2 separate regions of the Triticum aestivum genome follow, and region 1 is linked to region 2. A link is a contact called in public Hi-C data. All regions are on one chromosome and are shown on one strand. The core of a region is the stretch at or near the end of the contact, and the rest is flanking DNA. Distances in the headings are between cores, read along the strand shown.

Evidence for each region. A called contact is a pair of places that touch in the nucleus more often than the background predicts.
Region 1: a Hi-C map of leaf shows a contact between it and region 2, with 4 times the contacts expected there. The contact joins the promoter of LOC123122773 here to the promoter of LOC123122771 in region 2. A contact is called at or near these places in 3 of 5 Hi-C or Micro-C datasets (all in leaf) and 1 of 1 datasets of contacts at active chromatin or transcription factors (leaf).

What each region holds. Positions count from the first base shown.
Region 1 is chr5D:461,891,581-461,898,644 of IWGSC CS RefSeq v2.1, reverse strand. It overlaps LOC123122773 (disease resistance protein RGA5), which reads right to left and starts at 4,643. Exons shown (of 2, transcript XM_044543113.1): 1 at 3,468-4,643; 2 at 904-3,339. The coding sequence starts at 4,315. The coding sequence ends at 1,359. TRNAA-AGC (transfer RNA alanine (anticodon AGC)) reads left to right here and starts at 661; the gene lies at 661-733.
Region 2 is chr5D:461,753,776-461,760,936 of IWGSC CS RefSeq v2.1, reverse strand. LOC123122771 (vacuolar sorting protein 18) reads left to right here and starts at 3,101. Exons shown (of 24, transcript XM_044543110.1): 1 at 3,101-3,404; 2 at 4,259-4,595; 3 at 4,679-4,891; 4 at 4,991-5,130; 5 at 5,214-5,309; 6 at 5,756-5,823; 7 at 5,940-6,041; 8 at 6,782-6,920; 9 at 7,045-7,161. The coding sequence starts at 4,436.

The DNA of each region.
Region 1 (7,064 bases), core at 3,394-5,893, 140 kb before region 2:
TGAGCTCGGGTGAAGAGTTAATCCCCCCCAAAAAACTGAATTTCTTTTTTGTGTTAAACATTGACAAATGTTTTGATTGCTTGCAAAGTTTCATCATCGGATGACATTTGTGGAAGACCCGGCAAAAAAAACGATGCTCCAAAAATGTTATCACAGACACCCACCCAACGCTTGAAACGTTGGCATGCAGGGAGGCATTATCTTTGGCTCTAGACCTAGGCAAATATCATCTGCTCATAGCTTCGGACTGCGCGCCAGTCGGTGATTAAAGACATTGCAGAAGAAGCTGGAGGAATAAATTGAAGCCACTATTAAGGAGATTAAAGCCAGAAGAGCCGAGTTTGAGGCGTGCATATTTCGTTTTGAGAGTAGAAGGAGTAATTTTGAGGCTCAATCTTTAGCTAGATTTGCTACTTCTCTTGAGATTGGTCGCCATGTATGGTTTGGCAGCCCGCATGACGCTGTAAATATCTCCTACTCCCTCTGTTCCTAAATATAAGTCTTTTTAGAGATTTTAATATGGACTATATACGGATGTAGGAATGAGGGAGTAGAAAATTATGAACTAATATAGGAGGGGTTTTCCGTCTTAAAAAAGGCTATGTTGAGAAGGTGCCAGGGCTTACTATAATAACGAATATATTATGCCCTGAACAACAAGGGGATGTAGCTCAGATGGTAGAGCGCTCGCTTAGCATGCGAGAGGTATGGGGATCGATACCCCACTTCTCCAATTTTTATTTTGTTTTTGTTTTTGCAGATCTTAACATATACTGTGAAAAACATCATTTTGAATTTACTTTTGCAAACTCCAAATCTCACGAACATGGGCAAAATCCTTCCTCTTGGCATAAAAGGGAGATCAAAAAGCATGCGCACAATCTGTGCTGCAAACCAAGGGGGTACGATGATAATCACATGCCAAATAGCACAAATGTCACACACACATCATGATTTTGCTACCATCCGTTCTGTAGAACAAAAAGAAATGGCAACACGATACCCGGAGAGACAGTTGCAAGTTTGCAACATTCCAGAGGAAGAAGAAAAACTCGTCCACATGTCTAGCAGTCAACACTAAGACATGCCCTGAGACACAGTTACAACAGTCAACACTGAGACATTTGTCCACAAAGACAGATGTACTGACACCCCGGAAGTTGGATTGTATCAATTTCACCGGTCCACCAAGACAAAGGCAAAAGGAGGGGACTCAAGAAACAGCTGCAAAAAAACCATACCTAAGTGCAGCAGAGTCGACACCCAGATGAGCAGACATTTTGGTTTGGTTTGAAGGAACCACCAGTCAATCAATACCTTAATGAGTGGATGCAGGCTAGGATGGGCGTAAAAGTTGCTTATTGTTCTGCATCATCTGCTAGCATCTCCGGTTCACGGAACCTATGCAATGTAGGTGTTGGACTGTTGGGAAGCATACTGACAGCAACCTGAATAGCAGCCTCCAATGCCTCGACCTCCTCCACTCTCGCACACTCACAGTAGATGTTGACAGCAAGGTTCCTGAGGGCAGAGAGGTGGCGGATGCCAAGATCAGGAGGAGAACCAAATCCACATGCAGTCTTCACTTCATGCACAATGATCTGAAACTCAAGCGCTTCGAGCATCGGCATCGCTCCTTCCAAGAACATCAGGTTCGTCCAGTGGACAAAGTTGAGCTTCTTCAGACATGGGAACCCATTGTTGTCGACAATGAGACATCTTTCTTGGGGGCCTGCTGCATTTGAGTATGACTTGAGAAACTGCAAGACAGGGAAGTCCGCAAGCACCTGGACGGTTTCCTGCGCAACTTCAACCTCGATGTCTAGGTAGGTGAGGTTGGCCAGTGAGGCCATCCACACTGGGATCTTCCTGAGACACCAACCTTTGATTGTTAGTTCCTGAAGGTGGTGAGGAGGAGGGCACCAGGAATCCAGCAAGAAGTCCAGTGACCATGGGCTGATGAGCGTTAAAGATCGAAGGTTAGAGGTGCCTAGTTTGCCGAGCGATGAAACAAGATTATCTGCGTATGTCATTTTATCCTTGTGTGCATCACTGATGCGCCAATCCAATCCAAGGCTTCTCAGTTTGGTCAAGCTGCCCAGCTCTTGTAGCGCGGTTACTGGGGTAGTGTAGTCCACAACTACCAGTGACACGGACTCTAGAGCTTGCATGTTGCAGACTCCATTCGGCAATTTGACGCGATGAGCAAGTAACCATTTCAAATTCCGAAGTTTAGCAATACTTGAAGGCAGTTCGCTTATATCATAGCAGTTGAGAAGATCCAATATCACCAATAACTGCAGCTCTCCTATTTGTTCCGGAAGTGTAATGTTGTTACTTGCTCGAATCCTTAGGTATCTCAACTGAAATAATTTCCCTATATCTTTAAGATAGCAGCTTTCCAAATCCTCATTGCCATCTAGATCTAGCACTCTTAGAGACCGGAAATTCAAAAGAGGAGGCATTCGTTCAGAGTACCTGAACATGTTGAGGGATCGAACATGAGCAACAGCCTTGGAACATGTTAACATATTTTCTGCATTGGTGCAGTCAGATGAGAGTCGGTGAACTTTGCCTTGCGGGCGCAGTACTTGTCTTTTATCAGTAACTATAGTAACAAAATTATCTTCGACCGCCTTGGATACAATTAGATCAAGAACCAAATCATGCACCCGGCATGCATATACTCTGCCATCGTATTGAAAATCCACCGCTTGGATCAGGCTTCTGTTTATGAGTTCATTAAAATAGCATTCCCCCTCCTCCTCTAGAGTCCTGCCTCCAAAAACCTTGATGAACCCTTCTGCTATCCACCTTCTTACCAAATAATCCCTCTTGATCACATAATCTTCAGGAAACATACTCATATACAATAAGCAGGTCCTTAAATGATGAGGAAGGTCATTATAACTCAAAGACAGTATCATGTTCATTTCCTCCACATCAGAGTTTTTCTCGAGTCCAAAACCAATCGAACCACAAACCTTCATCCACTCTTCTCTTGTATCTGACTTGGTGGTTAACAGACTAGCCATGGTGATGATTGCCAAAGGTAAACCACCACATTTCTTTACAATTTCAACTGAGACTTCCTTGAGTTGGTGTGGGCATTTATCTTCAGAGCCGAAAATCCTTCTGAAGAATAACATCTTGGAGTAATCCTCACTCAGTGCCTTCAGTTCATATACAAGATCAGAATCAGGGGAGGAGCATGATTTCGCGACGGTGCCAATTCTGGTTGTCACGATTATTCTACTGCCACAAGTGTTCTCACCGAAAGCACATTTGATAATCTTCCAGGCTTGGGTGCTCCATACGTCGTCAATTACGATCAAATATCTAAAACATGGTAGATAATTATGATTAAATAAACAGTAAAACACAAGCTTGTTATCATCAAGACAATCGATCAAAACGTTCATGACTCATGAGAAGGCAGCTAAGTGTAATTCTATGGGATTAGATACCTCTTATCCTGTAGGAAATCCCTCAATTCATTGATGAGCTGCTCCATGTCACCTGATCCAGTGAGTTCAGGTTCATCCTTTTTGACTTGAGAGAGCATTGTTCGGAAGATCATCCCAATGTCAGGATTTTGTGACAAGGAAACAAAGGATTTGCAATCGAATCGATCTCCGATGTTTCGGTACACCTGATTAGCAAGAGTGGTCTTGCCCAATCCTCCAGCCCCCACAACTGACACCACCTTGATCCTCTCTTCTCCATCGTCCAGCAGCCTGACGAGCTCGTCCCTCGGACCGTGGACGCCAACAAGGCCCCCCAACTCCGCGTAGAGCGCCGGCAGCCGGCGGTCGACCGGCACCACGCCGGCGCCACTAGGGCTAGCCGCCGCATCGATCTTGTACCTCTTCCGGCGGTGGCCAGCCTCGACGACGCGGGCCCTGAGCTCCTGGATCTGCTCCGCGATCCCGCGGCGCGACACCATCTCCCTCACCCTGCCCACGTAGCCGAGGACGAGCCCCACCACGCCGCCGCCGCCGCCGCCGGAGCGGCGGCGGAGCTGGCCCATGTACTCGTCGACGCAGTCCTCGACGTCGTAGCTCATCTCCCGCACCTGGTCCCTCCACTCCCTGGTCTGCGGGTCGAGCGGCGCCGCGGCGCCGGCGTCGGCCAGCCGCTCGAGGAGCGCGTTCATGCTGCTCAGCTCGTCCCGCAGGAAGGCCACCTCCCGCCGCGTGCCGCGCTGCATCTGGTTCTGGTAGCAGTCCTCCCCCAGCAGCTCGGCCAGCTTGGCGAGCAGGGAGCTCATGGCCCCCGTCGCGGCGCTCGCCATGATCCCGCCACCCCCGTCCATCCCTTGTGGATTGCGTCCCTTGTCACGCAGAGCAGAAAATGATGGAGAGGAGCAAACGGGCGGAGGGGACGAGTCGTAGCAAATCTCTCTGTCTGGGTCTTGGTCAACAACGAGACGCGGCAAGGCAAGGAAAAGAGTTGTCCTTTGGACTCTGGAGGGTGGAAGATAGGGACCGGGATACGCGGCGGTGTGAAGGCGAGTGAAACAGAGCACCGCCGCCGCTCGCCGTTGAGGCTCCGGAGGCGCTGGACGCCCCTGCCGTAGGCTGCCTCTGTTTTTTCTTCTTCTTTTGACAACTGATTGTGCCCCGATTTTCTTGGGGAGAGATTTTTTGCTTTAGGTATTTTTCGATAGAGATGTGTGATTGTTTCTTTGTTTTTTCTTGACATATATTTCTCACTGCTTGTACTTGTACCTTGTCGCATTCACTTCACCCGATCCCTCCTTTCATTCCTCACCAGATCCACTCCGTCTCGTGACGGGTTTCTCGGCCAAGCTATTCGATCGGGAGAGGCGATGGCGGCGGGGGAAGCAACGATGGTGCAGGTCGCGGGAGGAGATGTGGGGAAGCTAGCGCGGCTTTTGTGAAATCGGCTCGTGGTTTGCGACCTCGAGCGAGTTGAGCCAGGAGGCGTTGGCAGCGTCCAAGGAGGTGAATGCGGAGGAGGGAACGCGTTTGTTCCCGGATGCCAAGGTGAAGTGCCCGCTCAAAGTGCTGCTTTGGGTTACGGAGGAGGCGGACTCAACAAACCCTACACAGCAAAGGAAGTGGGCGACTTTCAAATCCCTCACCAGTGGAGGAGGCGGTGGCGGTGGTAATGGTATTGTCGTCGCCTGGTTCACGTCTGATGCCGATTGTGATCCACGATGACGAGAAGGTGGTGAAATAGGCAAAGAAGAACAAGGGCAACGTTGGTCGTTCGTGGGGACCAGGCAAGCGGCAACGGAGCTACGGCGGCTCCTTGTTGCTCACGTCGTCTGACCCGTTCGGTGTCCGCTCTTGACGCCTGCACAACGGTTCTCCAAGCCGGATCTAGACGCCGAGGCCTCCCTGACGGGCAATCGCTTCTGGATGCTTGCCGGGGAGGTCTCCGACAAGGATTTCGATGAGTGTTGTACCTCCTCAACCTTGTATGACTCCTTTGCCTTCTCCTAGCTGTTATCCCGTGTACGTATTGATGCATGTCTAATGGAAAAAATGGTCTTCGTCGCTGAATTCAACAAACTGAGCTCAGTAAAATAAATTATTGATGATGATTATGTCCGAGCTTGTTTCTTAAAACTGATAAGATCTCTCACACAAATAATCATAGAGATATGCATGACTTTGTGTGTGATTCCCCTATGTGGATTCATCTAGTTGAGGAATTAATCATTAGATAGAGGTTAAATGTGATTTAGGATATTTGAAACCTCTGATACCCATGGCGACTTATTTAAATAGAATAAATAATTTCTATTAGGGTATTGAGGGTGATGATAATTTTGGCATTGGAAATTACACTGATAGTGATAAAATTCAATTAAAACAGGGTCACAATGATATTAATGTTAATTGGGATAATAGTAGCTGGAAGAATATGAGTTAAACACACTACATGTGCCCTAACTTGTCCGGCGCGTTCAGTTCGATGCCTAAACTTGAAAAATACACGAAAGTGGTGCCGTAACTTGTCTATGCGTTCACATACGGTGTCTCTAGACGTATGCCGCCGTATCAAGTGCCCGTGTGGCATGCCAGCGTGTCGTTGGGCCACATGTCAGTGGCTGCAGGCGCGTTGTGAGTTGTGCGTGTATATTTTTTTACAGAAATGCCCCTGGACTTTAGTTAATTCTCGGAAAAAAATTGTTAAGCGCTGGACGCATGCTTTTTTTTACGGGAACGCGCTTGTACTTCAATTAATTCTCACAAAATTATAAACACAAGCTGGCATGAAGGGAATTCAAACCACGGACATCCAGGTTGCCTAACAAACAAGCGGACCAAGAGGCCACACTTTGGTTTACATTTAACTGCTAGCTAGCAACTTATATGCACGATTCCGCGTATCTCTTTGCACATGTTTTTCGAGTGAAGTTTCTGTTTAATTTTCGTGATACATAAATTTTCCCATATGAAAAAATAAAATAATTATCAATATGAAATTATTATTTATTTTATATCTTTACTCTATTTTCATTATTGTGTACCTTGAAGAGATAAACATGCTAAAATTTATGTGGACATAAAAAGTTGAACGTATATTAAAAATTATTATGTAAATTTATGCATCTTCATTGAGGACCATAAGCACGAAGAATTATTGTGTACCTTCATTCTATTTTTAAAATGCATAATTATTTAAAATTGACAATATTCTATTTTAAAAACTGTCCGACGTGTATTAAATTTTATTGTGTGACAATAATAAATTCCAGATATGTACTAACATGTTAAGTGTGTTTGTAGAAATTTAAGAATAATATTACACAATATTTTTTTAATACGCATTCAAAATTTTCAAAAAACATGGTGAGCATTTTCTAAAATAATATGAAAATGAAAAATGAACATGAACGTGAACGTGTCTTTCAAAAGATGCTCACCGTGTTTTTAACATACGTTCAACTCTTTAATTCCAAATCAATTTTAGAAAAAGTTCATGTTTATCTCTTCAAAGTACACAATAATGGAAATAGAATAGAGATATAAAATAAACAAAATTATATATTGATAATTATTTTATTTTATTCATATGGAAAAAAATAT
Region 2 (7,161 bases), core at 1,852-4,351:
CGTGGGAGAAGCTTGCTACACCTATAGTCAAGGGTGGGATGGAGTTTAGTGATTTCCGTTTCTTCAACCTAGCAAAGCTTGGCAACACAACACATGGTTGGCACCTGATGCATCATCCTAAGTCGTTGTGTGCTAGGGTGTCCAATGGGAGATACTATTCTCACTCGGGTTTTCTTCACACAACAACTCAAGCTCGAGCGTCCACCACTTGGAAGGCGACTGTGGTCCGGAAGGAGGCCTTCGAAGTGGGTTTGATCCATTTAGTCGGTGAAGATATGACTATATCAATGTGGATAGACAGTCGGAATCCAAAAACTACAACTCTGAAACCAAGGGGACACATGGGGTCGCCCCCGCTCTCTACAGTTTCAGATTCGATCAACAACTACACAGGAAACTCGTACACGGAAGTTGTCATTAGAATTTTCTCCGATCATAGAAGCAATATTCAATATTTGTATGAACTCTTCTGGTAGCGAAGTTACCTTGGCATGGGCTTTGGAGAAATCATGCGTCTACTCTATGAATCAACATGTCACTCTCTTTGTGACTCGTAATGAGCTTAGTACTCTTGAGGAAGAACGACTACATAAACTTCATCTACAAACAAACAGTTGTGGACCGCACTCTGGAACTGGATGTACCTCCGAAGGTTCGGGATGTTCTGGTGGGTTATTCGCGGCATCCTTCCAGATCCAATGTATCTGAAGTACATACACATAAAATAGCTTGGTCTTTGTGACATCTGTCAGGCCATGGACGAGGACGATGCATGCACTCATTAGTTGCACTCACGTGAAAGAAGTTTTGGATTGCTGCTAAGGATCAGCTTGATCTTCATTTACCGAGCTTACATCCAAAAACTTGGGCTAGGGATATCTTGTTGAATTAGATGTTTTCAAAGGATGACAGATGCAAGATTATCACCATTATGCACTCTATTTGTTCTTGCAAATGATGGACTCATATTCATGATGGTTATGATTCGGTGCATGCGATTAAATGGGTTCATGAAATGTTATGCCTGGTAAAACTTTTGGTTGACCAAACGAAGACGCTGACGGGACAATGCTGGAGACCACCCGATCCAGGATGGGTAACAATCAATACTGATGGTTCGGTTAATTTTGAGGCCATGCATGGAAGATCGAGAGGTGTAGCCCGGTCTCATTTGGCGTTTCTCAAGGCTTGGAGCAAGCCTCTTCGGTGAGTCTCAGATTCATTCATTGCTGAACTTTTTGGCTCTTCAAGAGGGGGTGATCTTTTCCCAGCTTCATGGTTACTCACATGTGATGATGGAGGTGAACTGCTTGGAGTTAGTCAACCTATGGAACTCGTGCAACAATTCTCGCTCAATTGCATCGCTTATACTAAGGAAATTGGTCCCTAATAAAGGGAATTTGAGGAGACAATACTTAATCTTATGGATGGTTGTTTTGGCTTTGAGGTGCATATGCTCTCGGGTGAATAGTAAATTAAAAATAAATACTAAATAAATTTTAAAAAGTTCTTGTTAGTGAAACAATTGTGCTTGACAATTTTCATGTGACACGGGATAGCATTGTTTCCTCAGTGAAAAAAACAAAATTAAGTGCAACATTTGGAGGTAACATTTATCGTTTGACTTATTTTTGCACATGTCAAAATGCTAAAGCTTTTCCCCTAAAAATTTGCAGGTAGCATTTGGGTCTGACAATGAACACATCTGTTTTTTCTCACATTTTTTTGTCACTTGCAAAAAAACATTTTTGATGAGTAGGAGCATATGCTCCCAAGAGCCGAATTAGATTTCCGTTAGTTTTGCTTCCCTTCCGGTTAATCATGTCGAACGGTTACTGAATATGTTGGCCCTTCAGTGTGCACAATGTGCTTGTATGCTGGACGGGACGGCAGTTGGATTGATCAAAGCTCTGAGTTTCTCATCAGTTGCCTGATGGCATATTGTAACCAAAATTTAGTTCAATAATAAAGCTCGCAATTCGATGAAAAAAATCACATCCCTATGGGCCATACCTCAGAGCCCTAAAAAAAGGGTCGACTACAAAGTCAATTTTCTCACTCATTCGATTAAAATCCAACGGCTGGCATCTTCTCTTTTTTTAGAAAGGCTGGCATCTTCTTCCTTTTTTTTTGAGGGCTAAAGCAGCTCTATTAAATCTCAACAGATAAAGGGATACAAACTATGTCAGGTCTTTCCGTTAGCCAAAGATGGCATCCCGGGGCTAAGGAAGTTGCAGCTTTAGCAAGTAAATGGGCTTCCTTATTACACACGAGTTTCATGAATTAAGTCTGAAGAAATGAACATCAAAAGCTTGGACTTGATCTCCTCCACCACCACCATACTAGTGCCCAGGTAGTGCTGCTTAATGTGTTTGACAATAGCCAGGCAATCCGTTAATATCAGCACCTTCTGAACATTAAGATCAAGAGCTAAAGAGAGCCCCTCGCTGCTTGCCATTGCCTCAAGAATCTCCGGGTTTGTCATATCATCAACTGTCCTCGCCGACGCCCCAAGGAACAGGCCAGTGCTGTCTCGGCATACCGCTGCCATGGCACCACATGCATTGACCATTACGCGAGATCGATGCGTCAACATGAACCTTAACCCATCCTGTTTGTGGTGGCATCCACCTGCCCTCTTCTAACTTAGATAGTCGGGGGGAGCAGGTTGCTTCTTATCAGGTAGGTAATTCTTTATAAAGCTCCAAGTGGACAGAGGCGACTGGAATTGTTGTTCTTGTATCGCTTTTCTCCTTACCCACCAAATAGATCAAAGTGCAACAATAGCCTTAATAAACTACTGAACTGAAACAGAATCTTGCAGTTCGACAAGCCACAGCCGAGCATCATCAGTAGTTATAGCAACCATATATGTTCAACAAGCTCTTCATCAAGTAATGCCTACACACATTTTGCCACCGGGCAATCAATGAGCGCGTGCTTCCAACACCCCGCCCATTGGCGGTATACAGGGTGGGCTGCGGCCCAGCCTGGGATTTTAGACCGGCCTAACCATAGGAAATTGCAGATGGGCCAGAGGAGAAAAAAGCCCAACAAATAGTGGCTTACTCGTTCGGATCTCAGCGGGCTAGCCCAACAAACAGCGCACGGAGGGACACCGGGACAGACGCACCAGCCCGGCAGCCCCTGCTCGTCTCCGACCCCGGCTGCTCGGCTCCCGATCTCGCCTGCTCGCCGCCTGCCTCGCCGGACGCCGTCGCCCGTCGCTAGAGGGCCAGGATCCGCCCCGCCCGCTCAGCGCTCGGCGCCAGCGCGCCCCCCTGGCGCCCCTGCAAGCCGGCGCCCGCCGCCCAATCCGCCCTCCGCTGACTCCGGCACTCGGCCGGCAGCAAACCAGCAACCCCGCCCGGCGGCCAGCCTTTAGCCCGGTTTGAGGACTTGAGGTAAGTTGTCCGCTGCGGCACTGCCCATTCCCCATGTTCTGATTTAGGGTTTGCTCTTTGCTGTCTATTGCATCAATCAGGTGGAAGAGTCAAGTCTATCGCGTTAACTAAACAATCAGGCTTGCTATCCAGTACATGAACACACAGTCCCGTGAACACATACACATAATTTTGATGTCCAGCACATGAACACTTGATCAGTGACATAATAATGGCGTGTCTGATTGTTTGCCACTCTTAACAAGTTACTCTAACAATGCCACTCTAACAAATTAAGAATGCCGTGTAGTCTTCTTTGAACTTCTCAGGGTTTGTATTATGTAGGCTTCTCTTATGCGATTTTTGGTATGTGTGTAAGACCATATTGATCTATTTCCATGTGGTATCGGTAAATTAATTAGAACGTTGGCATGCCATATTTGTTGTCAATTTTTGCTTAAGTGGATCACCCTGTTTTAAATCCTAGATCCGCCGCTGGTTCTGAGAAACAGAGAGAACTACTAGTCCGAGAACATGTAATAATTGTACAAGCACATGGATGCTTCCAAATCTCGTTGGCAATCTGTGTACCTACAACACATGGGTCTGCAAGCATTTGTGTTTTCCGCATAAGATGTATGGCAGTGAACAATTTATCTATGTTGTTTGTAAATTGGTTTGCTGGGAAGAAAACTTTACAGCTTTTTTTATTGTAATATTTAGCACTTTATGATCTTTGTAAATCGTTTTGGTGCTCATATTCTCGGTAAAACAGTACGAAATATCTCGGTGTTAGCTACTCAACACACTCAGTGAGGGTATTATAGACATTTCACATTTCAACAGACAGCTCATACAACAATTTCAAAATGCAGCAGTTAAAAAGAACTGGACTGCAGTTTCTCAGGGGATTCTGCACTCAACTGATTCCCTGGGCAGCCCTGCAGAATCCACTTCTGCAGAATCTGCAGCTGAAAAGAACTGGCCCAGTGATCCCAGACAAAAACTGACCCTGAGCCCAGAATCTCTGACGAACTCATCTACCGGCTGCCATGGACGCCGGCCAGCTCTTCTCCGTCGACCCCCTAGAGCGCCAGGCCGCGAGGGGCCACGGGGCCGTCACCTCTATGGCCGCTGGCAGTGATGTCATTGTCCTTGGCACCTCCCGTGGCTGGCTCGTCCGCCACGACTTCTCCTTTGAGGACGCCCTGGGCAAGTCTCCACCCCTACCCCTCTCCTCTCTCCTCTTCGCAGACCTGTTTTTGTTTGGCTAATAACTGTTGCCTCTCCTTCAGATATCGACCTCGGGGGCGGCCGCTCCGGCGACCATACAGTGCACCGGGTTTTCCTGGACCCCGGTGGCAAGCACTGTGTTGTCACGGTGATCCACCCGGGTGGCGCAGAGACATACTACCACCATGCCAGGTGGCCGCGCCCAAAGCCACTCCCCCGCCTCCGTGGCCTCCTCGTCAATGCTGTCGCCTGGAATCGCCAAGCCATCACCGAAGGTTTTTGCTGATCGATCCAACTATATTTTGATGATCGAAGGTCTTCTTTGCTGTTTCACTGTTCTTGATTGGTTACTCTCTGTGATTTTGTTGCTGCAGCGTCAACCAAGGAGGTGATCCTGGGGACCGAGGCTGGACAGATCTTTGAGATGGCCGTGGACGAGGCTGATAAGAAGGAGAAGTATGTGAAGTTGCTCTTCGAGCTCACCGAGCTGCGAGAGGGCATCAAGGACCTGCAGGTTTGAATTGTTGCTACCGGCGCCATGGTTCATTGCTTACATTTGTGTTGGAGGGAGTGTTATTGAGCAATTTGGTTGCACAGATGGAGACAGCTGTGGTTGGGAATGCCACGAGATACTATGTGATGGCTGTCACACCCACACGGCTTTACTCGTTCACCGGCATTGGTTCTTTGGAAGTAAGTAGTGTTTCTCAATTTATTCGTTGCATCTTCCGATTTGGTATTGACTATCGATAGTGAGCCTATTTGTGAGAAAAACAACTTAGTTTAAATCAAAAGAATCATTGTTGATCTTGTTTACATCGAGTAACGTGAGTACGTGACTCGATAACATGGAAAATGCTATACCTTATACTCAGCCATTTCAAGTCAGTATGCCTTGTAGATTAATGTACATGATCAGAATTTAGAACGTACACTTGGAATGCCTTGTCATTCTGCTAGCAGCAGCAGATACTACACATTTTTCTGCAGAAGATTTTTATGTTGTGTTTCAGTTTTTCGGTTGCGATTTTGGTTTTGAATTTCAGACCTGCTTCAGCCAAAAGAAATCAGACATGCAAGATCTGTATATGCCCTCATTTTCTTAAGATATAGTCTAATATATAAACCTTGTTGCCCAGACTGTTTTTGCTAGCTATACCGACCGTGCCATTCACTTCATGGAGCTCCCAGGAGAAATACCTAATAGGTAAGTTTAACTTGGTCTTATTTTTACGATGCAGCAAAGGGACTGCCTTCTATACACTATTATTGTGCATAAGAATTTTATGTTTGTAACATATGTATCCATTGCATGGAGTCCAGTGAACTACACTTCTTTATCAAGCAAAGAAGGGCTAAACACTTTGGATGGCTTTCTGGAGCTGGAATTTATTACGGTGAACTCAATTTTGGAGCTCAACACAGGTGAAATATGTTGTTCCTATATTTAGCTTAATTCTGTTTTGTAATTTGTAAAGGAACTAGATCATGGCTTTGTATAACCAGATTGCACCTAACAATGAATTTCTGATATGCTCCTAGTACTCATATTTGTCTTAACTTTTTGAACATGAACTACTAATGCACATAATATGACTTAGACAGTCCACATGAAAATGGGATAATTAGATTCCTTTCTGGGGTTACTTCTAAAATATTGGCTTTGTGCCCATTTATTGTGACAGACATTAACGATCAATGTTTAGCTTAATAACATTAAACTGTGAGAAATCAAATTCTGTTTCCAAATAGAACGAACATTATAAGATGAGCCTAATGAATGCTTGTGTTACTCTAGATTTGCCTATGAACTTTAAATTCCATAATCTCCAGCTAGCTTCTTGAACCGTTCTTTTGGGGCAGGGTTCAACCTTTATTTATATCAAGCCAAGCACTAAGCCAGTTTTTTGGCACCAAGCTAGCTTAGTCATAACCCAAGATTAAACCTAATGTTAAGAAGCAAGGTCAAAGGTCAAGTGTCCATATGAGACTTTTTTAAAACCTATTGTTCCATCTCAAAAAAATTATGGTGCTGTTTTACTTTTTCTTGCTATAATAATATTTTAGTTACTGCTTTATTCTTGAACTATATATTGGGGAATTCAATTTAGAACACTTTATTTATTTAGTATTTGTTTTTATTCTTACTAATTTTAGTTCTGCAGCTCTACGAGTGGAGATGAAAACTTTGTGGAAAACAAAGGTTTCTTTGACTATTCAAAACTTGGAGATTCCAACATAAAACCATCATCATTTGCAGTGTCTGAGTTCCATTTTCTGCTCTTGATTGAAGACAAAATTAAGGTAAGATGGTTCTATAAATAGATTTGCATATTTTATGTGTGGTTTATTTTGCTCTCTTGAATTGTTTTTTATCTTCCCCACTACCTAGTACTTATAAAGGCATCACATAACCTGTATTTCTTAGGTAGTGAACAGAATCAGTCAGCAAATTGTGGAGGAGCTTGTAGTTGATAATACACCCGAATCTTCAAAAGGAATCATCGGGCTTTGTAGTGATGCATCAACTGGAGTTTTCTATGCA